Linked DNA regions of Ovis aries: region 2 is linked to region 1. Evidence: chromatin contacts called from public Hi-C data. All regions are on one chromosome and are shown on one strand. The core of a region is the stretch at or near the end of the contact, and the rest is flanking DNA. Distances in the headings are between cores, read along the strand shown.

What was found. A called contact is a pair of places that touch in the nucleus more often than the background predicts.
Region 2: a Hi-C map of liver shows a contact between it and region 1, with 2.1 times the contacts expected there. The contact joins the promoter of GOLGA5 here to the enhancer-like site in region 1. A contact is called at or near these places in 4 of 16 Hi-C or Micro-C datasets (blood, hypothalamus, liver and 1 more).

What each region holds. Positions count from the first base shown.
Region 1 is chr18:55,185,114-55,192,287 of ARS-UI_Ramb_v3.0, reverse strand. RIN3 (Ras and Rab interactor 3) reads right to left here. Exons shown (of 10, transcript XM_027957334.3): 10 at 3,731-4,927. The coding sequence ends at 4,607. Among named protein-coding and RNA genes, the nearest start is that of TRNAY-GUA, 5.3 kb to the left of the region's middle. Within about 2 kb of position 5,782, at least 10 of the 54 cell types and tissues checked have an H3K27ac peak or open chromatin away from gene starts, as enhancers often do. A contact at or near this core is called in liver, where this site is marked.
Region 2 is chr18:55,301,765-55,308,712 of ARS-UI_Ramb_v3.0, reverse strand. GOLGA5 (golgin A5) reads right to left here and starts at 3,198. Exons shown (of 12, transcript XM_060401894.1): 1 at 3,048-3,198; 2 at 304-880. The coding sequence starts at 850.

The DNA of each region.
Region 1 (7,174 bases), core at 4,533-7,032:
TAGACCAGTGGTCCCCAACCTTTTTGGCACCAGGAACCAGTTTAATGGGAGACAATTTTTCCATGGAGTGGGGATGGGGAGGATGGTTGGGATGGTTTGGGGATGATTCAAGGGCACTACATTTATTGTGCGCTTTATTTCTAATCTAATGCCACCACTGATCTGACAGCAGGTACTGGTCCACAGCCCGGAGGTTGAGGACCCCTGCTATAGACCATATGACGATGTAGAAAAGGTGTCCCTTTCTCCAGGTGGGCACAGTCCTGTGCCAGGTGACAAGTGGAGCCCAGCCTGGGTTTTAACTCCCTGGTCCCTTCAGCCATGGAACCTTGGCTGTGAACAACTTCCCTGCCCTTATGTCTAACTCTGAATTTATCTCCCTTTACCAAAAGATCTGAGGCTTTGCCTGCCTGCTCCCACCCAAGAGCTGGTGTGATCCCTGAGACATGCCTGGGAGATGGGGGAAGAATCATTCTTATTTTAAGAACAGGGATACTGAGGCCCAAAGATGTGAAGCATCTCACTGAGGGCTCAGAGCTGGCCTGGGACCCAGGTCTCCTGACAACCAGTTGAGGTTCCTCCCGCCTTCCAGTTGAACAGATTTTCTGACTTGGAAGCCAGATTTGAGTTCCCTTTTGGCCTAGGGTTGTGTCAGCTGCAAAGACATGTTTCCTGGAAGGGCATTCCTAGGAAACCGCTGTCTTCCAGCAAATAGCGTGACATCTGGGGATGAGGCAAACTCATGGCCACTGTGAGTCAGAGCTTTCCTCCCCAGAGCCAGGCACCATATGACCTTCCTGCGAAAGGAGGGCCTGGTTCCTGCCCAGCTGCTCCCCGCTTTCCAGGCCAGATGACCTGGAAGAAAAGGAGGTGGCCAGTTCTTGGATTCAGGCCAGCTGAGTGCTCACAGAGTGCCCACATCTGCAAACCGGCGAAATGGGCTGTGGGGGGAGGGGGAGGGGGCGCGTCTCCTCTGCACCCACAAGACCCTCCCTGCCTCTCTCTGTCCCTCCCCGACTCAGGGCCCCCCGCTTCTCTCTGCCCACTTCCTCTGCAGGCTGGTCCTTTGTTCCCCAGCGGAAACCTGCTCCTAACTAGGGAGAACGCAGTGCAACACGTTAAGGTCTTGTGAGGCCATGATGGGCCAGGTGTCTGCAGGGCGGGTTTGGGACTGCTCATGATGGGCAGGGCTTTGCACCCAGCTGTCACTGCTAGGACCTGGGGACGGAGGAGCTGTAGGGCCTGGCTGTGTCCTGGTCTCCGCAGATGTTCTCATAGCTTCTCTCAGCACCGTTGGCCCAGGGGAGAGGCCAGTAAAAGCAGAGGGAGGAGCCAGCCGGCCAAGAGCACAGGGCACGAATGCCAGGGATGAGACAAAGCCCAGCCCCTGCTCTATGCCACAGCCTGTGACCCCGTCAACCTTGGACACACTGATTCCTTGCTAGGGGCCAGTGGAGGGGCCAGGTCGCTTCACTTGCATCTTGGACCTCTGGGTCAAGTCAGCCCTGTGATGCTCACCATACCCTCAGGCAAGCTCAGGAGTGGATCTGGCAGGTGAGGCTTATCTGACTTTGGTTTTCTACAAGCAGGTCACTTGGGGTGCCATGTGGGGTAAAGAGAGCCCTGAATTTTGGGGTAGGTCAGCTCTGAGTTCAAACCTCACTCTGGCCTCTAACCAGCTGTGTGATCTTGGGCAAGTCACCCTGTTGTTACGGGCTAAATTGTGTCCCCTCCAAGCTCATGTGCTGAAGCCCCAAGCCACATCTCAGAATGTGCCCGCATTTGGGAGACAGGGCCTTAAAGGGTTACTAAAGGTAACGTGAGATCACACAGCTGTGCCCTGCTCCAATAGGACCTGCGTTCTAAGAAGAGATTAGGGGTGCTCAGGCCCAGAAAGAAGGCTGTGTGGGCAGGCAGCTGTCTGCAAGCCAAGGAAAAACCAGCCGATTCGAGACTTCAGGCTCCAGAATGGTGAGAAAATAAATGCTGTTTAAGCTGGCCCATCAGTGGTACTTTTGTTAAGGTCACTGGAGCAGACTAATTCTCCCCGTTTCTTTGAGCCTTCACCTTCTCATCCATAAATATCACAAGAGGAGTCACTGACCAGTGCCAGGCACTCATGAGGGCTCAGCTCTTGCACGGCCCTGTTTTCTTGATCCTGGATCAGGCCTGCACACCCCACTGCGGACAGAGGCCTCCAGACCACAGGATCCAGGTAGCCCCATCCATCCTGCTCTCTGGCTTCTCCTGACGGGAGGGGCCCCACGCTTGAGCACACATGCACACACACACGTGGGGTTCTTACAGTGGTGCTCCTGGTCCAGGTCACTGACTGGCTCTGCCCATTCCCTGGGAGCTGGACAGAAGACCCCCCTGCCTCCCACCAGGGCTGGACTGGTGCCCAATCCACCCTCTGAATTCCAACCCCACCCCAAGTTTGGGCCCCACTGGACAAGAGGGTGCTTGGGTAAATGGACCTCCATCTGACCCATCCCCACCAGTCTCAGGCCTAGTGGGAGGCAGTGGGCACCCTACCTTACAGCTGGGGACCGAAGCAGCACAGCCAGCTCAGCTTCGGGCTGCAGGGAGCATCGGAAGATCAGGAAGGGGACAATGCCTGTGCCAGGGGGTGGGCAGGGAGGTGGCAGAGGCAAGGGCAACCTGGGATCATGGCTGGCTAACCTCAGCTTCTGGGTATTTGCCTGTTTTCTCATGTCTGTTACAAAGCCTGGAAAGTCCAGGGCTGGCTGCCTGCATCCTGGAGCAATCCCTGCATCTGCCACAGGGCTGGCCCGGAGCCACAGTCAGACAGATGTTTGTTGATCAGCTGAATGAGCTGGCTGCTTCCCAGCAATATAATCCAGGGAAGTCCAGCCGCCCTGCCCCGTGGGCACGGCTCACTGCCATGAAGGCTGGGGCTGCATTTGATTTGTTCTCTACTGTCTCCCAGGGCCTAGAAGAGTGCTGACATTGAACAGGCACTCAGCAAACATATTTTTAATCAATGCTGGGGACACAGACAGGAAGGGTCCAAATCTGGTGGAGAAAGCAGAAGTGTCAACAGACAGATGCAATTGGATGAGCTATCTCTTGTGACAGAGATGAGCCCACAGGGCTGGAGGACATGGACAAGGACTATCTGGCCAGCAGCGCAGGAAGTCAGAGAAGGCTTTCTGGAGATGGGCTTTTAGGGAAAAATAAAGAGTTTGACCAGGCAAAGATTGTACAGAATTGTATTGCTGTGATAGGCAACAGAGGCAGGAATGATGTGAAGTGTGGGTGCTAGGAAGAGGAAATGCCCAGGCTGAGGGGCAGACGGGGCCCAGGGCCCTGAGAGTATGTTGTGTGTGTGCCAAGTCGCTTCAGCTGTGTCCGACGCTTTGTGACCTTATGGACTGTAGCCGGCCAGGCTCCTCTGTCCATGGCGATTCTTTCTCCAGGCAAGAGCACTGGAGTGGGTTGCCATGCCCTCATCCAGGGGATCTTCCCAACCCAGAGATTGAACTCGTTTGTCTCCTGCACTGGCCGGCAGGTTTTTTTTGCCACTAGTGCCACTTGAGGAACCTATAGATTCTGCCAAAAACAACAAAACAAAAGAAACCAGGGCGCTCAGTGGAAAGGAGATGCTTTTCTGAACCCCACCTTGGAGGGGGATTAGGCTGTTGGTGGTGGTGGGGGGGGGCCTAGCTGCCTGAGCAGAGATCTAGCCCTTTGAGAAACGAAGATGCCATTTTCAAAAGGACTTTTATTAAAACACTCCCCACACAGTGTCTCTTGCCTTGAATGCCACAGTCCTGGGGTGCCCACGAAGGAGAGGGCCCTGGACAATGTCCCCCGTGGCCAAGGCTGGGCTCGTTCACGTAGCTGTGAAGCTGGCCTCGCTCGGAGGTCCCGTTGTACACCTGGCTGCTTCCGGAGGGGCTGGGGAGCTACCGGCAGCACGGAGCCGGCCGATGGCTGAGGGTTGGCTCTGAGGCAGGGGTGAGGGGCCTGTCCCCTCAGCACCCTGAGATGCTCCTGAGATGCTGGGCGAGTCCAACACATTCCAGCTCCGGGGGGGCGGGGCAGCTGTGGCCAGGCCACTCCTCCTGAGGACGGTCTTGGGAAAACCTGAGCCCTCCCGGTGAAAGGCTGGGGATCGGATCGGGTGGGCATGGGGTGCGGGGGCCCGAGGCGCGGGACAGACGGACTGGCCTGAGGGGCTGTGTGTGAACAGGGGCCGAGCGAGCTGGGGCTCTGTGTGCTGCAGGGGGCTGGAGGGTCCTTTCTGAGTTTCCGTTTCCCTTTCTGCCTAATGAAGCATGTGGCCTCTCCCGGCTCCCGCCCTCCTACTGGGAGCACGCTGGGGCCACGGATCACGTTGTTTATACAATGGTCCTGCCACGGTGGCCGAGGCACGCTCAGTAGGCTGCAAGCACGGGGCAACGTGTGGGCATCCCTGTTGGGAGTGTGTGTGTGTGCACGCGCGCGCGCGCGCAAGTGTCTGTGCGTGTGCATGTGTGAGTGGGTGCGTCTGAGTGTGAGTGTGGGGGTCGAGGGTGCGGGCCGGTCTGCCAGCGTCCCCGCCTGGGTGGACACTGCCGTCGGAGGGGCCGCGGCCCCGGGCTCACAGGAAGTTGGGCTCGCGCACCACCAGGCAGGGCGGGCCTCCGCTGCCCCCGCCGCCGTCCAGGGGCCGGTACACGAAGTGGAAGTCGCGCTTGGGCTCGCTCCGCAGCAGGTAGCCCTTGATGCGGTGCGGCAGCGCCTCGTCGGCCAGCTGGAAGCTGCGGCCGTCCACCAGCACGAAGAGCCGGTAGTCCTGCGGCTGCACCACCTCGAACTTCTCCGCACACTGGGCGCACAGCGCCTCAGCCAGCGTGTCCGCCCGCGATGCCAGCGTCCGCGACTGCTGCTCCGGCTCCAGATACGACACGCAGATAAAGTCCTGCGGGGAGAGACGGAGGGGGTCACGGTTACCGGCTGGGCCAAGCCCACGTCCTGTCTCACCCCTGCCCTGATGCTGGGAGCTTGGACAGGAGAAGCTGCGTGGCCTTGTCCTCTTTGGGCCCCCCGATTCCTCTCCATAGACAGCGGATGGATGGCAGGAGGGGTCGTGAGGCTGGCCGTCGGGGCACCTGCGGCTGACCCTGCTGTGTGACCTCAGGCAAAGACCCTCCCTCTCTGAGCCTCAGCTCTCACTGGGTCAGTCTTGGCCTGGACACAAGGAGTGAGCGCGCCCCCTGGTGGCCAGTCCACGGGCTTGCCGTCACTGAAAAAATCTTATTTTTCACTTTCTCTTCTTCCCCTGCATTCCAGGCACTCTGCTGGGCACACGGGGCAGCATAAATAAAATCAAAGATTCAGACCCACCCCCAGCATTCCATGGCTTAGCTGGTGCAGCTAAGGCAGGCTGAACAGTTCTTCAGGCCCTAGGGCTGGAGGGGCCTGGGGATGGAAGGGGTGGTGTTCCCAGGAGGAACAGGCTGGCAGGGAAGGGCGGGGGAGAAGACTTGGGGGGAAAAGATGGAGAGTGTTTGCAGAAAACAGCACATTCACACCTGAGTCCACCGGAGACCGTGGAAGGAGTCCCTGCCTGGCTTTGAATCTGCTCCCACTCACTGTGTGACGACCTCTCTGAGTCTCCATTTCCACTACTGCAAAGTGGGGATAAAACCAGTCCTTTCTCTGTGCCTGGAGGTGGATCACAGAAAACTGGCTCAGAGCCTGTTAGAGTCCCCTTTCCGCTAAGGGCCCAGAGGGCGGGCAGGAAGTGTGTGCGCGGGGCTGCCCCCTTGTGGAAGGACGGTGACAGCACAGCGGTCTCCTGAGGCCGCCTAGTTCAGAATGGAGATAATTAGTGACTACAGAGTAGTGCCAGGCTCTGTGCCAAGAGTCCCTGGGATCACTTCTTTTTTTTCTTCCTGGGAGGGGAAAGCCCAGCCCACTTCCCTAGGTCTCGGTGACTGCCTGTGCTCTCCTCAGCCACCAGCAGGCCTCCCCAGAGCCCTTGACATCCGATGACTTTCAGGCTCTGGGCTTTCCCTCCGGAGGGTAGGGATTTACTGTGTGTGGTGCAGAGGAGACACTGGGAAGGGGGCAGACAGCGGTGCCCTCCTCAGACCCCAGAAACAGTGCTGATAAGTCTCATCCCAAGCCTCTGCCTGAGCTCTGCCTCCTTAGTGGGACGCACTGATGATGCTCAGCATTGGGAATCCATGAGGTAGAAGCAAGAAGGAAAGAATGCGAGGGTCACCCTTGGACCAAGAGCGCTCACATTCCAAGAGTTGGTGGAGGGGCAGCTGTCCCAGAAGGCAGGAGGGAATGCTGGGGTGCTGCAGCTGCACTCGCCAACTTCCGCTGGCTCATACCAGCTTGAGAAAGCCAACTGTGTACATCTCTTTCCAACTCCAAGTTCCATGATGCCAAGTTAGTAGCTTGGAATCAGCCACGGTGGCAGTATTTATACTAATACCATGGAAATTGACAGAGGCAAAGATCAGAGCCTTTTTTTTTTCTTTCTCCCCAGAGAACCAGTTACTAAACATTATCAGGACACCACTGATTAGAGGAGGAGGGACATCAGCTTGACTGATGTTAGAACATGTACTGGGGAGGCAGAACTCAAATGGGCCAGAGTCCCCCTGTGCTGACAGGAAAACAGCATCCCAGAGAGAGTTAGACACGGCTTAGGGTCACACAGCAAGCTAGTACAGAGCTGGGTCCATACTGTGAGCCTCTTGCCTCCCAGGCCTGGGCTCTCCCAGTTACAGAAAGGCCATGTGGAAAGCAGCCAGGCATGGGATTCAGGTCCAGTGTGCTCTGGGTGCCAGGGACGTGAGTCTGGAGACCTAGTCACAGCTCTGGACTGCAGCTTGATTCACTGTCCTAACTCCTGCCATTGTGCACACTCCCCAGTCCCACTCTGGCCCAGGCCTTGAGACATGTGAGCAATAGGGCCTGCTCTCTCAGGGTTACAGCTTTATACATTGTTGGTTACAGTACGGGGTATATGCGCTACAATAGAAGCAGCAGCAGCAGGAAGCACTTCTAACCCATGCCATAGGGAATGGGGGGTGGGGCAGGCGGGGGGTGTCAGGGAAGGCTTTTCAGAGGAGGGGCTATTGGAGACACTGAGGCTGGGCATGGCAGCTGGTGAGGAAGGGGAGATGGACCAGCATGGGCTGAGGCTAAG
Region 2 (6,948 bases), core at 1,949-4,448, 120 kb before region 1:
AACTGGAGACATTTCCAAATCCAAAATTATACATTTTCTTCCAGATTTCAAAATGTTCTCGGTAAAGTTACCCACAGACAACATTCGAAAGTCCCTACTATAACTGTATATTGACTAACAGTGTTCCATGCTGTCTCCCTTGTTCATGCCACACATTTCAGAGAGCCTGCCCTTCTACCAACAGGGAGGTAACAAGTGCCTCCCGTCATCCTCCCAGATGATGACAAATGCCGCCAGAACATTTTAGGCTATAACACATCCAGTTTGGTTAATTCTAAAACAAACAGAGGCCTAATTAACTACCGTGGCTTTGGCTCCCAGAAGGATTTTCTTCAACGGCTTTGACGGTGGTTACACTGGTGTTCACAGAACTGACGCTGGATGTCTGAGAACTCTGCAAGACAGGGGTTTTGGCCCTTTCTTTTTTGATTTCCACTTTCCCAGTAGGCTCCTTCTGGGAACTATTAAGAAAATCAAACAGCAGCTCATCATCAGGTTCTGACTTTTTTCTTCGAACAAACTGGGATGAAGGCCTAGGAGCAGATGCACTTTCAACAGGATGGGAGGTCTCCCCCAAAGTCCTAGATCCTACTTTTACATTTGCAGTCCCAGCTAAGATGGTGGCTTTTTGATTTCGAATGTTATCAGCTGCTGAGGAAATGTAAGTAGTTTTAGATCCCGTCTGGTAAGTCAAGTCCGTATTTTGCTGGTGAAGTTCAGAATAGTCAGTATTTTTGCTATAAATGATGTTGCTGGTGTTCTCTTTTCTACTGAGAGCTGTTGCAGCCCCTTGATCAACTCTGTTTAAAAGATCTTCTGCCTTTCCAGCTAGATCAGCAAACCAGGACATGATGGGAGCAGAATAATCCTGTTGGTGAACCTGTAAAAAGGATGTAAAAGGATCAGTGTGGCAGAACACAGAGGCTAAGACCAGCCTCTGGAGTCAAGACAGTCCCGGGTTGGAAAGCCTAACCGGTTTCTTACCTCGTAACTTCGAGCAAACTATTTAACCGAAACATTTCACCTAGAAAATGAGGAAAATAAGTGTACTTATACTATTGGATGGTTTTCAGATGAAATACACTAAAAAACATTTTGAAAATGCTGAGCACATAGTAGGCGCTCATTTTAGTAGTTGTTGCTACTACAACTACCACTACTACCACCATTCCTATTTCAACGATGTGTAAATCTTGATGTAAAAAAGCCACTGAATGTCAAATAATATGGCAAAATCCCAGGATAACCAAATTAAAATAATTTTCTGAAGTTTGTTGTAAAGCGCTAAAACTTGAAGAAACTTCTGATTAACACAAAAGCTACTTCAGTGTTAAACTGCAACACTATCATGGATAATTTAGGTGTGCATATACACATTTAAAACACACCTCCAAAAGTCTGGATTCTCTGTACCTACCATAAGCACATTAGGCTAAGTTCCAAATAAAACAAGATGATAGCATAGCCATCCATTTTGATACATATACTTGGGTACTTATCCAGTGCCGCAATGAATCAAAATAACGAAATAACTAGCTTCCATGACACAGGACAGTAGTATATAAAAAAGTCAACAACCATCTCTTGAATGTGCACACTGTTTCTTCGGCCTGTGGTGCTGGCATTCTTTCACAATTAACTCTTTCGTTCTTGGTCTTCACCCAACTGTCTTCTGTTTCAAAAGCAGCTCTTTCTTTCCATCTAAATTAGGTTCTATCATTGTCTGTACACAAACCATTCTCTTCCCTGACAGCAGCAGCTCTTTCTTTCCATCTAAATTAGGTTCTATCATTGTCTGTACACAAACCATTCTCTTCCCTGACAGCCCTTCATGTTTTATATGTCTTTCCCCCCCCTCTTGGGGAAGGAGGAAGAGAGTGGGTAGATAAAGGTCCTTCATGTTTTATATGTATTTTCCCCCTCTCTTGGGGAAGGAGAGGAAGAGTGGGTAGATAAAGGTCATGTCTTTTGCTCACCAGTGAATTCTCAGCATACTGTAGGCACCATAAATACTGCTGAATGGAATTAATTTTTGTTAGATGCCCTGCAAACATTATCTTTAGCACACATAATTTTCACAACCACATTCTGTGTTAAGTAAGAAAGATCCCAGAGTTTAGACAGCAGCTCAAACAGGCAAATCTAAGTCAGCCAAACCCACTTTTAACCCCTGCCTTCTCAATCTAGCCTACCAGTATCTGAATAACCTCAAGAAGAAACTCACCCCTAAACCTGTTCCTTACAAAACGGGATGATTACATGACCATGTATTTCACAGAGTTTATGTAAATCAAATGAAAATGGAAGTGACATGCTCCCAAACATATAAAACTCCCTACAAAGTATTTATTATTCCCAAGTAAACACTGGTGGTAATTAGGGGGCAAATTATCTCTCCTGATAAGGCGATCAAAACATACTTAATAATTTCTTCCATCTTGCCTCCCATCTTACAGTTTTAAAGGACTTTCAAACAAAAGCCTGTGCCTTAGGACTGAGTACCCAATTAAAGGTTAAGACGGACCCTGGGCCTTTCCTCCAAGGACAAAAGAAAAACTCTAGCCGACTTCCGAGATAGAATTCTGAGGTCATTCTGCCCAGTAAATAAACGGCACACACCGAGGTGAAGAAACAGGGCGAGAAGGCGTGGGACGGGGACGGGTCGGCCGACGGCGGGGGCAGGGCCTGCTCGCCGGCCAGGTGTCAACACGGAGGAACGGAGGCTGGGGTCAGCTGGTCGGTCCCCTTGAGTCTGTTGTCGGGATCTTAGGTAGGCGAGTCCAGACCCCCAACTTTGCTTCCCACCCACTTCGTTGAGCCTTCGGAGGGGGAAGACGGGGCAAACTAGGCTGAGGTCGCGGAGGCAGGAAAGGGGAGGGTACCAAGCCACGTCCGTGGAGATCCAGGGGGGCTCCCTACCCTCTTCTTGAGCCCCTAGCAGGGCGGCGAGACCAGGATCTCTGCCAAGGGGCTGCCGCCCCCGCCTCTAAGGCCGTTAACGCCCCAAAGGGACCCATCGGACCGTAGGGCCCCCGCGGCCGCCTCACCTGAGGGCTCTGCAGCGGCTGCACCGCAGCCAGATCACCCTCCCGGGCCGCCCTTCCTCAGCAGCGGGCCGGGAGAGGGCTCAGGTTGAGGAGACCGGGTCCCGGACCTGCCACGGCCCAGCTACTCTTCCGGGAGACGTGGAAGAGCAGTGAGGACCCCAAAACAGAGTGCCTTCCGAGCTGCCTGAGCGGCCAGGAACCTAGAACAGCCACCTGGAGGCGACTCAGGCGGCAGCGCCGCCAGCTGTGGGGTCCTCGCGGCTGGCCACGCCCTTTCTCCGCCTGTGGCAAGAAAGGGAAGGGGCAGGGCTTGCGTGCGTGTGACGTTGCTCGCCTCCCTGGGACCACGGCCCGCACGCGGCCGACACAACATTGGAGGCCACGCCCGCAAGGGGGTGGTCCCCTCTGCGGGCCTCTTTGATGGCGGGGGCGGTCCTCCGCCTTGAAGGAATTAACAGGACCGAGACGCTGGCGTCTCTGCTGTCGTTTACTTTTACCGGTCTTCCTCCGCCTGCCTAGATTTACGAAAGACAGTGTTGAGGAGGAGGTGGGAGTAAAGAAAATAAGTTTCAGAGCTTTACCAGAGCTGTAAAGACAAGATGATGAGAAGTGACTGGAGGTGGGAGAAGCGCTTTAAATGATGTGGTCAGGGACGGTTTACTCTGAGGAAGAAACATTTGAGCTGAGACCCAAAAGATAGAAATGGCCAGTAAAGGACTCTTCATACATGTGTATTGTAGTTATCTTATGCAAGCTGTTCACTGAATATTTTAATTAAGTCTAAAATTTTAGTAATTCAACAAATACTCAGCACTTACTTTGTATATAAAGAAAGTAAAAGTGAAATCGCTCAGTCGTACCCGACTCTTTGCCAACCCGTGGACTGTAGCCTATTGGGCTCCTCCGTCCATGGGATTTTCCAGGCAAGAATACTGGAGTGGGTTGCCATTTCCTTCTCTACGGGATATTCCCGACCCAGGGATCGAACCTTGGTCTCCCGTATTGTTGGCAGAGGCTTTACCGTCTGAACCACCAGGCAAGTCACGTTGTATATACGATTTGGCTAATTTGGCTCTAATTGCAAGTCTATAACATAGTCCCAAGGACCCTAGAGGTTAAATAACTTGTCTAAGATCATGTGTCCCGTATTAAGGAGCCCACATTATTACAAAGCCTGTGCCCTTAGACTCAATGTTAATATTATTGTCTCCGAATTAAATATTGGGAGTAATTATAGCTCCTTCTTTTCTTCTTGTCAGGATTAGTCCAGTCCAGTAAACAGAAAATTTTCAGCATCAGGAAATAATAATAATAGCTTGTAATAGTAATTGCGCCCTTATTAAGCTTGTTGTTCATTCGCTAAGTTGTGTCTGACTCTTTGCAACCCCATGGACTGCAGCATCCCTGGCTCCTCGGTCCCTCTCTGTCTCCTAGAGTTTGCTGAAATTCTTATCTATTGAGTTGGTGATGCTGTCTACCCATCTTATCCTCTGCCACTGCCTTCTCCATTTGTCTTCAGTCTTTCCAGCATCAGGGTCTTTTCCAGTGAGTTCACACTTTGCATCAAGTGGCCACAGTAGTGGAGCTTCAGCATCAGTCTTTCCAATGAATATTCAGGGTTTATTTCCTTTAGGGCTGACTGGTTTGATCTCCTTGCAGTCCAAGGGACTCTCAAGACTCTTCTCCAGCACCACAGTTTGAAAGCATCAGTTTTCAGTGCTCAGTCTTCTTTATGGTCCAACTCTTATATCTGTTCATGAAGACTGTCAAAACCATAGTTTGATTGTATGGTTGTCAGCAAAGTACTTGGGTTCAATCCCTGGGTTGTCAAGATCCCCTGGAGAAGGAAATGGCAACCCATTCCAGTATACTTATCTGGGAAATCCCATGGAAAGAGGAGCCTGGCAGGCTACAGTTCATGGGATCTCGAAGAGTTGGACACAACTTAGCAACTAAACAAAAACGTATTTTTACCTACTCCAGTATTCTTGCTGGGATAGCCCCATGGACACAGTAATCTAACAGGCTACACACAGTCCATAGCGTTGCAAAGAGTTGGACGTGACTGAGTGACTGAGCATGCACTTGTTAAGTTATTGTGCCCTTATAACACAGTATACTCTGTTAAGCATCAGACATGCTTCACCTCATTTAATTTTCACAACTGCCATAAGAAAGGAGTTGTTATTATTTTGTGGTAGGCGACTTCAGCCATGAAATGAAAAGAAGCTTGCTCCTTGGGAATAAAGCTATGACAAACTTAGACAGCATATTAAAAAGCAAAGACATTACTTTACTGACAAAGGTCCGCCTAGTCAAAGCTACCTGATGCAAAGAGCCAGCTCACTGGAGAAGACCCTGATGCTGGAAAGATGGAAGGAATGAGGAGAAGGGGATGACAGAGGATGAGATGGTTAAATGGCATCACCGACTCGATGGACATGAGTTTGAGCAAGCTCCAGGAGTTGGTGATGGACAAGGAAACCTGGAGTGCTGCAGTCCATAGGGTTGCAAAGAGTGGAACATGACTGAGCGACTGAACTGAACTCAGGTGGCATTGTTGTTCCCAGCTTTTAAGTGAGTGTTAAGGATGTAAAAAAATTAAGAAACAAAAGCCTGTTAAGAATGTAAAAAGAGAAACAGAAACCTGAATTGAATAGAGCTGGGAGACCACAGGGGGCGCTCTCCCAAGCCATGACCTAGCACAGCCCAACGACAAATAGAAAGGTCCCTTTTCTGTCCTGACAACAGCTCAGCGAATGAAAAGGTGTTTGTTTACTATAGCCCTCCAACTTTTCTTTCCTTTTTTATAAAAGTATCCTCCTTCCCTTGGGGACTTGCAAGTGGCTCACCATGGTTGTAGACCACACATTGTAATTCTCTATGGATCCCAAATAAACCCATCTTTGCTGGAGAAATACCTGGTAGGGTAGTTTCAGGTCAACAAGGATTATACATCATCACCTGTTGCTATGTGGCTGCAATGCAGCCTGTAGGAAGAATGTCCTTTCCAGCCTTAGGAATGTCAGGCTTGATCATGTGACTTGCTTTGGCCAATAGAATGTGACTAGAAGTATCTTTCACCACATCCAAGTAGTTGTGTTAGGAGCCATTATGTATTTCTACTAGCACTCTTGATCTTTTTCTTCTCTCATGGGTATGCCCTGTCCCAGATGGAGCTGCTCCCTCAGCCTGGGTTCTGGAAGGAAAGACATGTGAAGCCCAATGAGTCACATGAGCAAAAAAAGAAAACTTTGCTTTTAAAGATTTGAAATGGTTTCTTATACAGCCTTACCTAATGAAATCTGATGAATACACACCCCATTTAACAGATGGTAACTCTAAGATTCAGAGTGGTTTAGTACTTTTCCTGAAGTCACGCAGGGAGTTGGTAGTACATCTGGGATTCAAACCTGTATCAGTGTGACTCCAGAAACAATATTGTTAATCATTGAAGGGATAAGGATGATTCAAATGAAATTCAAGTCAGATCACCTATATAAAAAAATTGGCAGTGGGCAGGCTACCCCACTGTTTCAAGAATTCCCACCCATACTTCTGAAGAGTCAGCATATACAGACCTACCAACCAGAAGTCACTGGGACTGGGCTACATTAGCTAGAGAAACAGCACAACCAACAGAAAGAGGTTACGACTTTGCCTTGTACAAGACACATGCAAAAAACACTAACCACAGAAGAAAAGACTGCAATTTGGACTTTGTTAAAATTAATAATTTCTTTCCATCCAAAAAAAGCAAAAGCAACAACAACAAAAAACAAGAAAACATTAACAGAATGAAAGGCAAGTCAAAGATTGGTAGAACAGGTTTATAATACATATATCTGACAAAGCATTTCTATTCAGAATATATAAAGCTCTCTGAGAAATTAATAAGAAA